Regions from separate parts of the Mus musculus genome. Here all the other regions are linked to region 2. A link is a contact called in public Hi-C data. All regions are on one chromosome and are shown on one strand. Each heading gives the region's core, a stretch centred on a gene start, on an enhancer-like site or on the middle of the called end of the contact. The rest is flanking DNA. Distances are from core to core; before and after follow the strand shown. Region 1 overlaps Capn9 (calpain 9). Region 2 holds the start of Fam89a (family with sequence similarity 89, member A). Region 3 overlaps Capn9 (calpain 9).

Region 1 (3,826 bases), core at 859-3,358, 160 kb before region 2:
AGGTGGGGTTCTTGCTTAGCATGTATGAAACCTGGGTTCCAACCTCAGCACAGGTGGATGGGTAGACATGGTTGATCAGAGAAGCTAATACTGGAGTTCTTTATTACCTCTGCCAAGTCAGGGGTCCTCGGAACCCTGCTGCACTGGTGCGGAGTAGCAGGTGACTGCGCGCCTGCTTCATGTCATGTGACCTCATTCTTATGGAGTTTAAAGGCCTTTCTTGTATACACATAGGGTTGAAAGTATTTAATCCCAACCTGAGGTTTCTACCCTGCCTTTGCTATTTAAGTTCCTGGGTGAAAGACACATACAACCTTTATATTTACAATAAGCCTTAAACAGCACAAGAGCTGGACAGATATCTACCCTCTATACTATTAGAGTCTACTTTCCTATCGATAACCCCAAGTTATTACTTGCTATGTTTCATCTGGGCTGCTCTTAGTGCCATTGGCCAGCCCTCAGGACCATGTTCTCTTGACTCCTAACCTATGGCTGCTTCTTCCTCCTCCTGCACTCTTCCTCCTCATGGCTCCTCTCTGACCACAAGCCCTCTAACCCTAAACCCCACCTATGTCTCTTCTGCCCAACTATTGGCTGTTGGCATCTTTATTTACCAATCAAAATAACTTGGGGACAGGGTCATGTGGCCTCAGTGCAGACTCTCTGCTTGTTTCTTGGGCAGCCAGCCTTGAGGCCCAATATTAACATTAGAATACAATCAGCATCGGGCCAACCCACTACATATACACATTTTAGAGAGGTGGTAGGACATGCCCTTAATTCTGGCACATGAATGGCAGAGGTAGGAAGATTCTATGAGTTTGAGGCCAGCCGGATCCACATAGCAAGTTCCGGGACAGCTAAAGCTACATAGTGAGACCCTGTCTCCCAAAACCCACATGTTTTACATAGTTGCTTTTACTTTTTAACATTTTATATAGAAACATGTTAAGTTTCTACATGTTTATAGTTATACACACAAATTATAGAGTATTACATAAAATACCTAATAGTAATGTGTAATAAAGTGTACATAGTACATGTGGGTAAGATTCTGAGTGATATGAAGACAGCCCTCTAGATGGGATAAGGATATAGAAGATCTGCTGGGAAAAAGGGAGCAGCCGGGTGGGGCATGGAGATCCTGCCTGAGGTGCCGGATCACATGCTCCTTAGGTGGTAAAGAGCTTGAAGACCCAAAGCTGGCAGTTCTCATGGTAAAGGGCTGACTGGAACCTGCCTGTGCCTGACTTTATACTTGACTGACATCCCAGTTCCTCATTAGCTATGGTGTGAGTTTCTATAGAGGAAGGGAGTGGGGTCGGGCTCTCCCCTGGGCTGAGCTATGGACGGACTAAGCTGAGCCCAGGAAACTCAGAAACTCATAGCATAAGCCCCTGGCAGCTTTTGCCTCCTCCTGGCCTGCTGCAGGAGAAATCAAGTGCACTAGACTCTGTCTCCCTGGGGGTGGGGCTGCCTGTCTCCCTTGGGCAGGGCTGTGGCTGCTTTGGGCCTTCCCTTAAGATGCTCTCAATCTTCCAGGAAATTGTGGAAAAACCAGAATTCATTCTTGGAGGGGCCACCAGGACCGACATTTGCCAAGGGGAGCTGGGTAAGTAGAGAGGAGAGGGGATGCCCATGGGTCACACCTGAGTGGCCCCCAGAGCCAGAGCCACACAGGCCACTGAGGATCAGGACACAGGGCTGGGTAGAACAAGGCCACCACCTGGCCCTCCCCCTCCCTAGTGTGCAGGTGCCTTCCCTGCATGGAGGACAGAGGCTTCTCTACCCTGGGGCACTCCTCATTTTCTGCTAACATTGTGTTTGGGCTCTGGGCCTATCTAGAAGTTCCCAGAGAGCTGAGCCTTCCCTAAAAGCAACACCTGATTCAGAGGCTCCCGACCCTTTGGCTCCCCAATGGTGGCTCATGGTTTTATAGCTCAGTGCCACCTACACTGTGAGCCTGTTCCCTGCCATGTCCTCTCCCTAAGATTACACACTTCTGCTCCTTTTTCCAGCCACCTTCCCAACGTTGTATATGAGGGACCGAGGCAAGGGAAGCAAGCAGTGTGTCCAAGGTCACGAGTGACAGATCGACAGTCAGATTGCAAAACCATGTTGGCCTCAGAGTCCATGCCTCCTGCCAGCACACCCCAGGAGTTTCCATGCTCACAGTGTTCCTCCTACAGGAACCCTGGTGGACCTCACAGCAGCATCAGGAATTAGAGTAAAACTAGGCAAAGTTTGGGTCTGGAGAGATGCTCAGCTGTTAAGAGCACTGACTGTTCTTCCAGAGGACCTAAGTTCACTTCCCAGCAACCACATGGTGGCTCACAACCATCTATAATGGAATCCAATGCCCTCTTGTGTGTCTGAAGACAGCAACAGTGTCCTCATATAAATAATATGAACAAATTTTAATTAAAAAAAAAAACCTGGGCAAAGCTTACTCTTACTGACTCTGCAAAAGACAAATACATTGTGGAATGTGCTAAAGAAGGAAGTATATTGTGTAGACTGAGCTACCCAGAGCGCAGGCTAACACTGTGGTCACTGTGGTTAGAACAGATCATCTGGAATCTCAATGAGAGCCTGAGGTGTCTTCACATAGAATCCCAAAGCCAGCTTCCCAAACTGGTGACAGTTAACTAGATTGAGAAGGAAAGAAAAGAAAAGAAAAGAAAAGAAGAGAAGAGAAGAGAAGAGAAGAGAAGGAAGGAAGAGAGAAAAGAAGATATGCAGATGATATATTGAAGACAGAATAGTCAATAGATAGATAATATATAGATGATAGAAGACAGGTAAATTGAAGACAAAATATATTGAGAGATTATAAAAGACAGATCATATATAATAAATAGATAATTGGATGATAAATGGTGATTGATGGTAAATAATAGATATATGATTGATAATACAGATAGATAATAAAAAGATAGATTGATAGATAGACCATAAAAAGTCAGTAGATCATCCTAAATAGACAGATATGATATATGGTTGACAAGTGGTAGATAGTACAATTGATACATAAGTGGTATGTGGATGGCCGATGGGTGGATAAAAGAATGTGGATGGGTGGATGATGCATGGGTAGATTAGTGATGACTGTCTTAGTTAAGGTTTTTATTCCTGCACAAAAATAAATCATGACCGAGAGGCAAGTTGGGGAGGAAAGGGTTTATTCAGCTTATACTTCCACACTGCTGTTCATCACTAAAGGAAGTCAGGCCTGGAACTCAAGCAGGTCAGGAAGCAGGAGCTGATGCAGAGACCATGAAGGGATGTTACTTACTGGCTTGCTTCCCCTGGCTTGCTCAACTTGCTTTCTTATAGAACCCAAGACTACCAGCCCAAGGATGGCACCACCCACAATGGGCTGGGCCCTCCCACCCTTGATCACTAATTGAGAAAATGCCTTACAGCTAGATCCATGGAGGCATTTCCTCAAGGGAGGCTCCTTTCTCTGTGCTAACTCCAGCCTGTGTCAAGTTGACACAAAAAAACCAGCCAGTACAGATGGATAGGCAGATGAATGAGTGATAGATGGGCAGATGATGTACAAAGATACACGGATGGATGGGTGATAGATGAATGTTGGATGGGTGGGTGATGGGCAGATAGAGGTCTGTTACCAGTCCAAGGCCAGTCCAAGCTACAGGCAGCTAAGGTCCAGGCCAGTTGGTCTATTGAATGAGACCCTGTCACAAAAAAACAGGGGAAAAGAATGAAGGGAGGGAGGGAGGAAGGGAAGAAGGAAGCAGGAAGGAAGAAGGAAAAGAAGAAGGAGGAGTAAAGCAAAGGGGTTTCCTTGGGGCTGCTG
Region 2 (4,075 bases), core at 72-2,571:
TCGGAAACCTCACCATTCCCCCAGGACAGTAAGTCTCTTGAACAGCTAGCTACCAGACAGACGGAAGAGCCTCGTGATGGTTTTCTGAGAAGGCCTGTCAGGGCCTGTAGCCAAACCCTACCTTTAACATTGTTATCAGGCAGAGTGACAGCAGCTCATTTCCTATAGCTGAGCTCCGGAGCTACCGCCCAAGGCATAATTATAAGGTTCTGTACCTTAGTCATAGCAGGAGGGACCTGGGAAATACCTTCGGGAATGTAGCTGGGCTCCCAAGCCTCCCTAGCATGTTTATAAAGCAGAGCTTCACAACCAAGAGTCACCATGCGCCTTGCGTCTTATGCAAGAAAAAAAAAATACCTCAAACACTTGGGGGGCCAGTCTCTTTATTTCACTCAGCCATTCATGATTAGGCTGTAAACACACTAAGTATGGATTTATCTAAGCAAATGCAATTCGCTAGATGTATTAGGCTCAGGGTAGAAGATCTTAGTCTAGGGGAAAGAACTTGGATGGGTGGGTTGCGTGGGTCTTTCCCTACCTGGCTAGCCACAGGAAGCAACCTGGGAAAGAGCTCCCTGCGGCCCAAATCTCTGCCCTGGCATCACCCTGAATCGTGCGTCCTGGTGCAGGAACACCTACTCCACTTCGCAGGAGGGAGAAAAAAACTAAACCCATTGTTTGTGACCAGACATAAGGACTTCACCCGGCCGAGTACCGCTTCCGCGCCGGTAATCGGATTCCTGGAGGGCGGCCGGGGAGGGGCCCGGCCACCCATCTGTTGTTCACACTGACCCGCAGGCGCACAGGAAGCCTGTTCTCCTGAGACCCGGCAGGCGAACCTCGCCGCGCCCTGACCTGGCCCGGGAGAACCCCAGCATCTGAAGCTGCCCTGCCGGAGGTGATGTGAAGCCGTGGGAAGCCCTAGAGGGGAGTCCGGGCTTTCAGGGACCAAAAGAGAGTGTCCCACGACGGGACTCACGGCGCCTAGTCCTTACCATCTCCTTGCGCAACAGCGCCAGCGCGGCGTCCAGGTTGGGGGGCTTGGTCCGCATCCCGGCCGCCCGCGCCCCGCCGCCGCCCGCGCCCCCTCGGTTCAGCTCGTCCTGGATGCGCGACTTCTGAGCGTACAGCCGCTCCAGGTGCCGCCAGCCACCCGCCGCGCCTCCCGCCGCCGAGTGCAGCAGCCCGCTCAGGCTTTTGGGTAGCGGTGGCAGCCCGTCCACGCGCAGCCCCCGGGCCATGCCGGCGGACCCGGTTCCGCTCATCTCGTTGGGGCGCCGACACACGCGCGCGCAGCTTAGCCTAGGTCCCTGGAACCCGACGGGTCCCCACCCACTTCCCGCCCGCCCGAGTTCCGCCCGCTGCCCGGCCCTTTGGTCTCCGCCCCTCTCGGGACCCGCCCCTCTCCTCGGCTCTGTGCTGCTGCAGTGAGGCGACGCCCTGCAGGGCCCCCTGGCCTCCATCTCGACCTCCACTCATCTGCGCTCCGGACTAGCCCTCGGGGACACCTTAAGTCTTAGCTCTGTGAACCCTACGTGCAAGTCCCCTCCCTTTTTCGCCACACCACCAGCGGGTCTCCACCTCACTGTGTCCCACCTCCAGTCCTGTGCACCCCACCTCCAGCTGGTCACCTCCGCTATTCTCTCAGCCTCACCTCCAGCCTCAGGCCCATCCTACCAGCCATTCTGCACCCCTGGCCCCAGCGGTCTTCCGTCCTCCACTCCAGATGGGCTCTTACTCCCTTCCCTGTCCACGCTTCTGGCTGGATGATTTTGGTCTCTCTGGCTTCACTCTGACCAGCCACTGAAACCACTTTTATCTACCAAGGGGTCCAGTCCCCGCACCGACCCCACCCCGTGCTGCCTGCGCCCTAGCGTGGGCGTGATGATCGCAGGTGCTGGCAGCAGCCAGAACCGCACACAGTACTCATTCACGAGGCCTAGCTTGCCTCCTCTGTGAGCGTCAAGGTTTTCCCCGAACTTCAGCAGCCAAGGAGAGCGCCAGCCACACTTTGCTCACTCTTTTAAAGAAACGAACCAACTTGTCTTTCAGCCCTATCTAAAACAGGGAATAAGGACTCTGCCCCACCTGGTGGAAAGAGAAAACCGTCTCCTGCAAGTAGTGACTCAAACGCTCCATTCATGACATGTGCACACACGCGCGTGTGCACACACTAAAATAAGTAGGTGGAATTTTTTTAAGTGAAATCTCAGGGAGTTAGAGAAAGACGTTGAATCTCGGGACTTCACCAACTTCAGCAAAACTGAGTAAAAGTACACCCTGAAGAGAAGAGAGATGGATCAGGGAGAGAATTCGCCCTTCCAGGAAGACTCAAACCTTAGCAAAAGGTAACCGGCTCAGATTCAAGATGAGGAAACAGAAGTCTGGCCAATAGCAGAGAAACCTAGAGTCAATATCAAGAACTTCGATGCCAATGGCTACTCAGTCTAACTATAAAGGGACTGAATGACTCTGAATTAATCCAGCAGGAACATGTTTCAGGTAGTTCAGATACCTTCTATAAATGTGCCCTCTTGCTTTGGGGGCTTTCTTCTGCTGTGCGTGGAACCCACCCCGAAAATCAATCTGAGAAGTTAGTGTTGAATCCAGCCAGACAGTGAGATCCGAGGGGCACCCAGGAGACCACCTACCTACCTGCCCAGTATTTTCCCAGTAATCCAGTGTCTCACCTTCAGTAATTATCCAGCCACCTTCCCAAACCCTAGGCCATCCTTCATCATCTACCTGTTAAGCAATTGGGGAGTCTGAGATTGTCTGTGTGGGAGGAAGGGAAGAAGGGAGGGGAGGGGAGGAAACAGACCTGCCTTTCACAACCTGGCCTGAATTCTCTTTATCACCTGCCACCTTACCACAGCCTCTCTAGAAGACCTAGCAGAAAGGTCAAGTAAGCTGACGGAGCAACAGGAAGCATTTGAATACATCGGCACTGAAGTCACCTTAAAGTCTCTCCTTGTCAGGGAGACAGAAGCTGAAGGAAAGAGTATGGGACCAGCTAAAAACAGTCTGGGGCCCTTGGTGTGTGTGTGTATACATATATATATTCAGCAAATAACACCCTGAGATGGATAGAAATCTCCACAGAATTTATTCAGTTCTGATAAGGATTACATGAATCAACAGACACAATTATGCAACAGTTGACCAAATATTTTGACACCCATGGGGAGTGTCAGTGTTGCTTGCCTGCTTTGTTTATTTATTATATACATAGCCATGTCAGGGACTAAATACTGCTTTTATCTGCTGGAAAGCTCAGCCCTCCACCACTGAGCTATGCCATCAAGCTGTGTGTGTGTGTGTGTGTGTGTGTGTGTGTGCATACCAGTGACAGTTGTCTTCTGCTGTATTTTATTTTGTTATTTTATTTTTGTGTATGTGCACATGCAGGGGTCAGAGGACAGCTTTTAGGCAAGCCACTGTGTGGATCCCAGGGGTCAAAATAAGGTCATCTGAGACAAGAGCTCTCAGTACACCTGGAGCTTAGCAATCAGCTGGACTGACTGGCCAGCAAGCTCCAGGGGTCCTTCTGTCTCTGTCTCCCCACTGCTGGTTTCTGGGTGCTGGAGAATTCAAACTCAGGTTCCCAAGCTCATGTGGCAAGCACTTTACTGACTGGGCCTTCTTCCAGGTCTCCTCCTAGGGCCTGTTTTTAATGTTCATGCTTATCACAGGGAAAAGGTATTCAGACAACTTCAGAGAACCCTGGACTAGGCGGTTTTTGCTTTCATCTGATACAGGCCTCCTCGGTCTGCTAGAGCTACTCTAACCAAATAAGTCAGGCTTGGTTATTTATTAACATCCAAATTTACACTCCTGGTTCTGAGGCTGGGAATTCCAAGATCAAGGCATTTGAAGAGCCCATGCCTCACACAGTGTCACACAGAGGGCCTTCTGTGTGTCCCCAGAGGGTGGAGGGGCGCTCCCTGGAGCCTCTTTCATGAGGACACTAATTCCATTCATGAGGTCCCACCCTCAGAGCTCGGTCACTCTCACCAGTCAGTCTATGTTGCCCAAGCACCAGAGCCATCTGCTCCGGAGACCATCAGAGTATCCA
Region 3 (4,110 bases), core at 956-3,455, 130 kb before region 2:
TGTCAGTCCCTTAGGAGATATCTCCAATACCTTGAATCTTAACGATCTTTTCTTTTTAATTTACTTTTATTAGTTACAGTCCAGTCATTACCCCCCCTTCCTGGTTCACTCTCCTACGGTTTCTCCTCCCTCCTGTCTCCAAGAGGTTATTCCTACCCTCCACACCTACCAACCTTAAGGATCTTAAGAAATACCAGTGGGCTGAGGAGATGATCACACTAGCCCAAGGATATGGGTTCAATCCCAGAACCCATGTAAGTAAGGCATGTTAGCCTGGACTTGTAATCCCAGCATTGGAGAGGCAGAGACAGCAGGGTTTCTGAAGTTTGCTAGCCAGCTAGCCTAGCCTACTTGGCAAGTTCCAGACCAGTAAGGCGGGGAGAGGGGGGTGACCCCAAGGAATGATAGCTGCTTTTGTCCTTTGGCCTCCACCCACACTTTTGCACATGGACATCCACATGAACACGTGCACACAGGCGTTGCACACTGAATAATTCACTTCTGTGCCTCTGGAGGTCCCGGAGATGTCTGCTCACCATGGGGTCATCCAAGGCAAGTCCTGAGTCTCCTGTGTCTCCTCAGGCTTTCAGCTGGGTGGCCATCTCCTGCAGCTGATTGTCCTCAGGTATGCAGATGAGGACCTCCAGCTGGATTTCGATGACTACCTCAACTGCCTGGTGCGGCTGGAGAATGCAAGCCGTGAGTACGCATGGGACCCCTGAGTGTACAGGCGAGCTGAGAGTGTGCAGGGGAGCCCTGAGTGTGCATGTGAGTCCTGAGTGTACAAGGGAGCCCTGAGTGTACAGGGAGCCAAGAGAGTCCTTGGACCCTTGGGAGCACAGAGTGCCCAGCTCAGGGTCTCCAGTCACCATCTATGAATACATAAGAAACAACCTGGGGGGAAAAAGGCAGATCTAGGACATGGAGGGCCACCGTGGATGTCTGTGCAGACACTATGCCCTGTGGTCAGCTGAGAGACAGAATAAGGTCCTGTGGTTACACACCTACAGGCTGTGAAGGGCTGTGAGTGGACAGGTTTCACACCTCCTACTGAGGAAAAGTCAAGTCCCCTCACAAAACCCAAAATGAGAAGTCTCTGCCCCTCGCTTGTTCTCCCCTGAAAGCCCCAGACACAGACCCAGTCGTTTAAGCAGGGTCTGCTGTACAGGAAAGATGGAAGGCTTGTGTGCAGGTGCTCTACACAGGAGATTCATGGACACACTCTCTCCCAAAATAGCCCCCAAGGGTGGCCAAATGCATCCAGGGCAGCTCAGCCATCCATTGTCCCTTCAGCTGCAAACGAACATGTCCCAGTATCTTGTGGTTTTATAATGCACATGCATTTTACACACCTGCACAGCCATGGGATGCCCAGTACACACCTAGAAATTTTACACACCTGCACAGCCATGGAATGCCCAGTTCATAGTGAAGTGTCCCCAGTGGGATGACAGGATGTTGTCACTATTGCTTGGGGCACTTAGCATCCAAGCAGGTCCATGCTACATTCATATTCTCTCTTTCTCTCTCTCTCTCTCTCTCTCTCTCTCTCTCTCTCTCGCTCTCGCTCTCGCTCTCGCTCTCGCTCTCGCTCTCGCTCTGGGAAAGCCCCTCCTCCACCTTGCTAATCAAGGTTTGGCTGTATCTCTTCTGGAGGTAGGAATCTGAGGTTCAAATTAGACAGTCCCTTCTCAGATCACCCTGGCTAGGAATTGAATCCTTTCGATCGTCTCCACCCCACCATGCAGGGAATCTGATCTCCACTAGAGGGAGCAGCTACCCACAGATTTCCCAGTGGTCCAGGAGCCCTTAAACCTGCCCAGGGGTCTGGCTCTACTGTGACGCTGCCTCCCTCCCAACAGGGGTGTTCCAATCTCTCAGTGTGAAGAACAAGGACTTCATCCATCTCAACATAAACGAGGTATGGCCAAGCAGACCCCGGCCAGGGCGCAGCAGAGTATGAACACGCTAAGTGGATCCCCCAGGCAGGACGAGCGAGCACTCGCCGTGGGCAATTACTCAGTGCAGAGGCCGGTGTTTGTCCTTTTGGCAGTCAGCATAATTAGCGCTATAATCCTGTGAGCTGTGGGTGTCTTCATTGCCCTAGTGTCTGCTCATGTGAGCCCCAAGAAAGAGGGTGTGGAGTAAACAACGTTCCACATAAACACGAGCAAGCCTGGTGAGAGGAAGGGAGAAATGAGAAGCTTCCAGCTGCTTCCGCAGCCTGGCAGCTCGCTTGCTCACAAGGAGCCTGAGCTACCACCCTGCCTCCCTTCCCTTCAGCTCCACTATGGTAGAGGGCCATCTTTCTCTGGAAAGGTGGGTCACCAAACTCACACTACCCTGCCCAAGATGTCTCTGTGAGGCTTCCCCTTCAACAGGAACAAAACACATCTTATCCCTTTGTCCTATCCGCCCTCTACTGAAAGTGCACTTAGCCTTTTTCAAGGTTTATCTGACTGGGGAGATGGGCACAAGCAGAAGGGCCCACGTTTGAACCCTACGACCCGTGTAAAAAGCCAAGTCTGGCGGCATGTATCTGCAATTCCAGCGCTGTGTGGGGGCTGAGGCAGGTGGATCTCTGAAGCTCACTGGCCAGCCAGTGTGGTCATGGACAATTAGTACCTACAGGTTCAGTGAGAGACTTTTTCTCGAAATAGAAGATGGGGAGAGAAATGCCTGGTCTGCACCCACATACACGTATGCATGCATACATAAAATAATTATACATGCGACACACCCAGCAATCTGTTTTAATTTAAATTTTAAATAAATGGTTTCATGTTGAGTCAGAAGGCCAAATTTGTGCAAGATGACCGACCAGCAAGAGTTCTTGCGACATAATACAAACAGAAGCCACTCCTCAGTTGCTAGGCTGGATTTCTAAAGCCTCATCTCTCTTTACTTCCAGTTCATCAGCCTGACCATGAACATCTGAGGTTGCTCTGACCCGATGCCGTCTGCCCCTCTGATACTCAGCTTCTGGATCATGAACCTCGAAACTTTTTTTTAGAGGGCTGCCCCGCCCACTGCTCTCTCTCCTCCCGGCCTCACACCACCCTCCTCCCCTCTCCATAGTGAGTTAGAAGAATCTAAAGGGATTGGCTGAGTTCTCTGATTCTGTGGAACTTCTTATAAAATCATTGCTCTACAAGAACCTACGGTACCATCTGTGTCTGTGTGCTCAGGCCTGGGGTTGCTGTGTGCTCCTCCCGCCCCCGCACCTCCCCCGCGCCCCCCCCCCCAACTGGTCATTCAATGTTCCAGTACCCAGAGTCCTGGCTCCAATCATGCTATTAAGACACACACACATGATGCTTTTCTTTATTTTCTTTATTCAAGGGGAGGTTAGTGAAAATGTTTATCTCAGAATGAGAGAGCAGAGCCTGATGATGCTGAGGGTCTAAAGTGTTATGGGGTAACGTGGAAATTATTCTGATGTACTACTTGGGGAGACTGATGGCAGTACTGTGTGTGTGTGTGTGTGTGTGTGTGTGTGTGTGTGTGTGTGTGTTGGAGGACAACCACAGGTATCCATTCCTCAGGTACTATCCACCTTGCTTTTTAAATATATATTTTTTTTGTTTGTTTGTTTGTTATGGATGGTTGTGAGCCACCATGTGGTTGCTGGGATTTGAACTCAGGACCTTTGGAAGAGCAGTCAGTGCTCTTATCCGCTGAGCCATCTCTCCAGCCCCCTTAAATATATTTTAATTATTATATTTTGAACCGCTTGCATACATGTTTAACCGTGTGTAGGTGCACGTGAATATGGTTTCTCTCAGAAGTCAGAAGAGAATGTCAGATCCCTGTAGCTCTTGTGAGCTGTGTGACATGTGCTAAAAACTGAACTCAGACTCTCCGCAAGAACAGTATGGGCTCTGTTCTTACCTGCCGAGCCATCTCTCCAGCCGCTCCACCTTGGGGTTCTGTTTGTTTGGTTTTTTGGTGTGTGTGTGTTTTATTTATTTTTTAAAGATTTATTTATTTTACATATATGAGGACACTGTAGCTGTCTTCAGGCACACCAGAAGAAGGCATCGGATCCCATTACAGATGGTTGTGAGCCACCATGTGGTTGCTGGGAGTTGAACTCAGGACCTCTGGAAG

Evidence for each region. A called contact is a pair of places that touch in the nucleus more often than the background predicts.
Region 1: a contact with region 2 is called in a Hi-C map of liver, with 4 times the contacts expected there. The contact joins the enhancer-like site here to the promoter of Fam89a in region 2. A contact is called at or near these places in 2 of 39 promoter capture datasets (embryonic stem cells and hematopoietic stem and progenitor cells), 1 of 484 Hi-C or Micro-C datasets (liver) and 2 of 9 other capture datasets (adipose tissue and liver).
Region 3: a Hi-C map of epidermal suprabasal cells shows a contact between it and region 2, with 4 times the contacts expected there. The contact joins the enhancer-like site here to the promoter of Fam89a in region 2. A contact is called at or near these places in 8 of 39 promoter capture datasets (HPC-7-derived erythroid cells, cranial neural crest, embryonic stem cells and 4 more), 4 of 15 datasets of contacts at CTCF or cohesin (CD8 T cells, embryonic stem cells, large pre-B cells and 1 more), 33 of 484 Hi-C or Micro-C datasets (B cells, the Ba/F3 cell line, CD4 T cells and 18 more), 1 of 115 datasets of contacts at active chromatin or transcription factors (double positive thymocytes) and 4 of 9 other capture datasets (adipose tissue, embryonic stem cells, liver and 1 more).

Annotation. Positions count from the first base shown.
Region 1 is chr8:124,587,488-124,591,313 of GRCm38.p6, forward strand. It overlaps Capn9 (calpain 9), which reads left to right. Exons shown (of 20, transcript NM_023709.4): 2 at 1,546-1,615. Among named protein-coding and RNA genes, the nearest start is that of Capn9, 13 kb to the left of the region's middle. Within about 2 kb of position 2,109, at least 12 of the 459 cell types and tissues checked have an H3K27ac peak or open chromatin away from gene starts, as enhancers often do. A contact at or near this core is called in adipose tissue and liver, where this site is marked.
Region 2 is chr8:124,750,545-124,754,619 of GRCm38.p6, forward strand. Fam89a (family with sequence similarity 89, member A) reads right to left here and starts at 1,322. Exons shown (of 2, transcript NM_001081120.2): 1 at 996-1,322. The coding sequence starts at 1,265.
Region 3 is chr8:124,615,571-124,619,680 of GRCm38.p6, forward strand. It overlaps Capn9 (calpain 9), which reads left to right. Exons shown (of 20, transcript NM_023709.4): 18 at 583-699; 19 at 1,863-1,921; 20 at 2,912-3,161. The coding sequence ends at 2,938. Among named protein-coding and RNA genes, the nearest start is that of Capn9, 42 kb to the left of the region's middle. Within about 2 kb of position 2,206, at least 110 of the 459 cell types and tissues checked have an H3K27ac peak or open chromatin away from gene starts, as enhancers often do. A contact at or near this core is called in the HL-1 cell line, adipose tissue, epidermal suprabasal cells and 4 more, where this site is marked.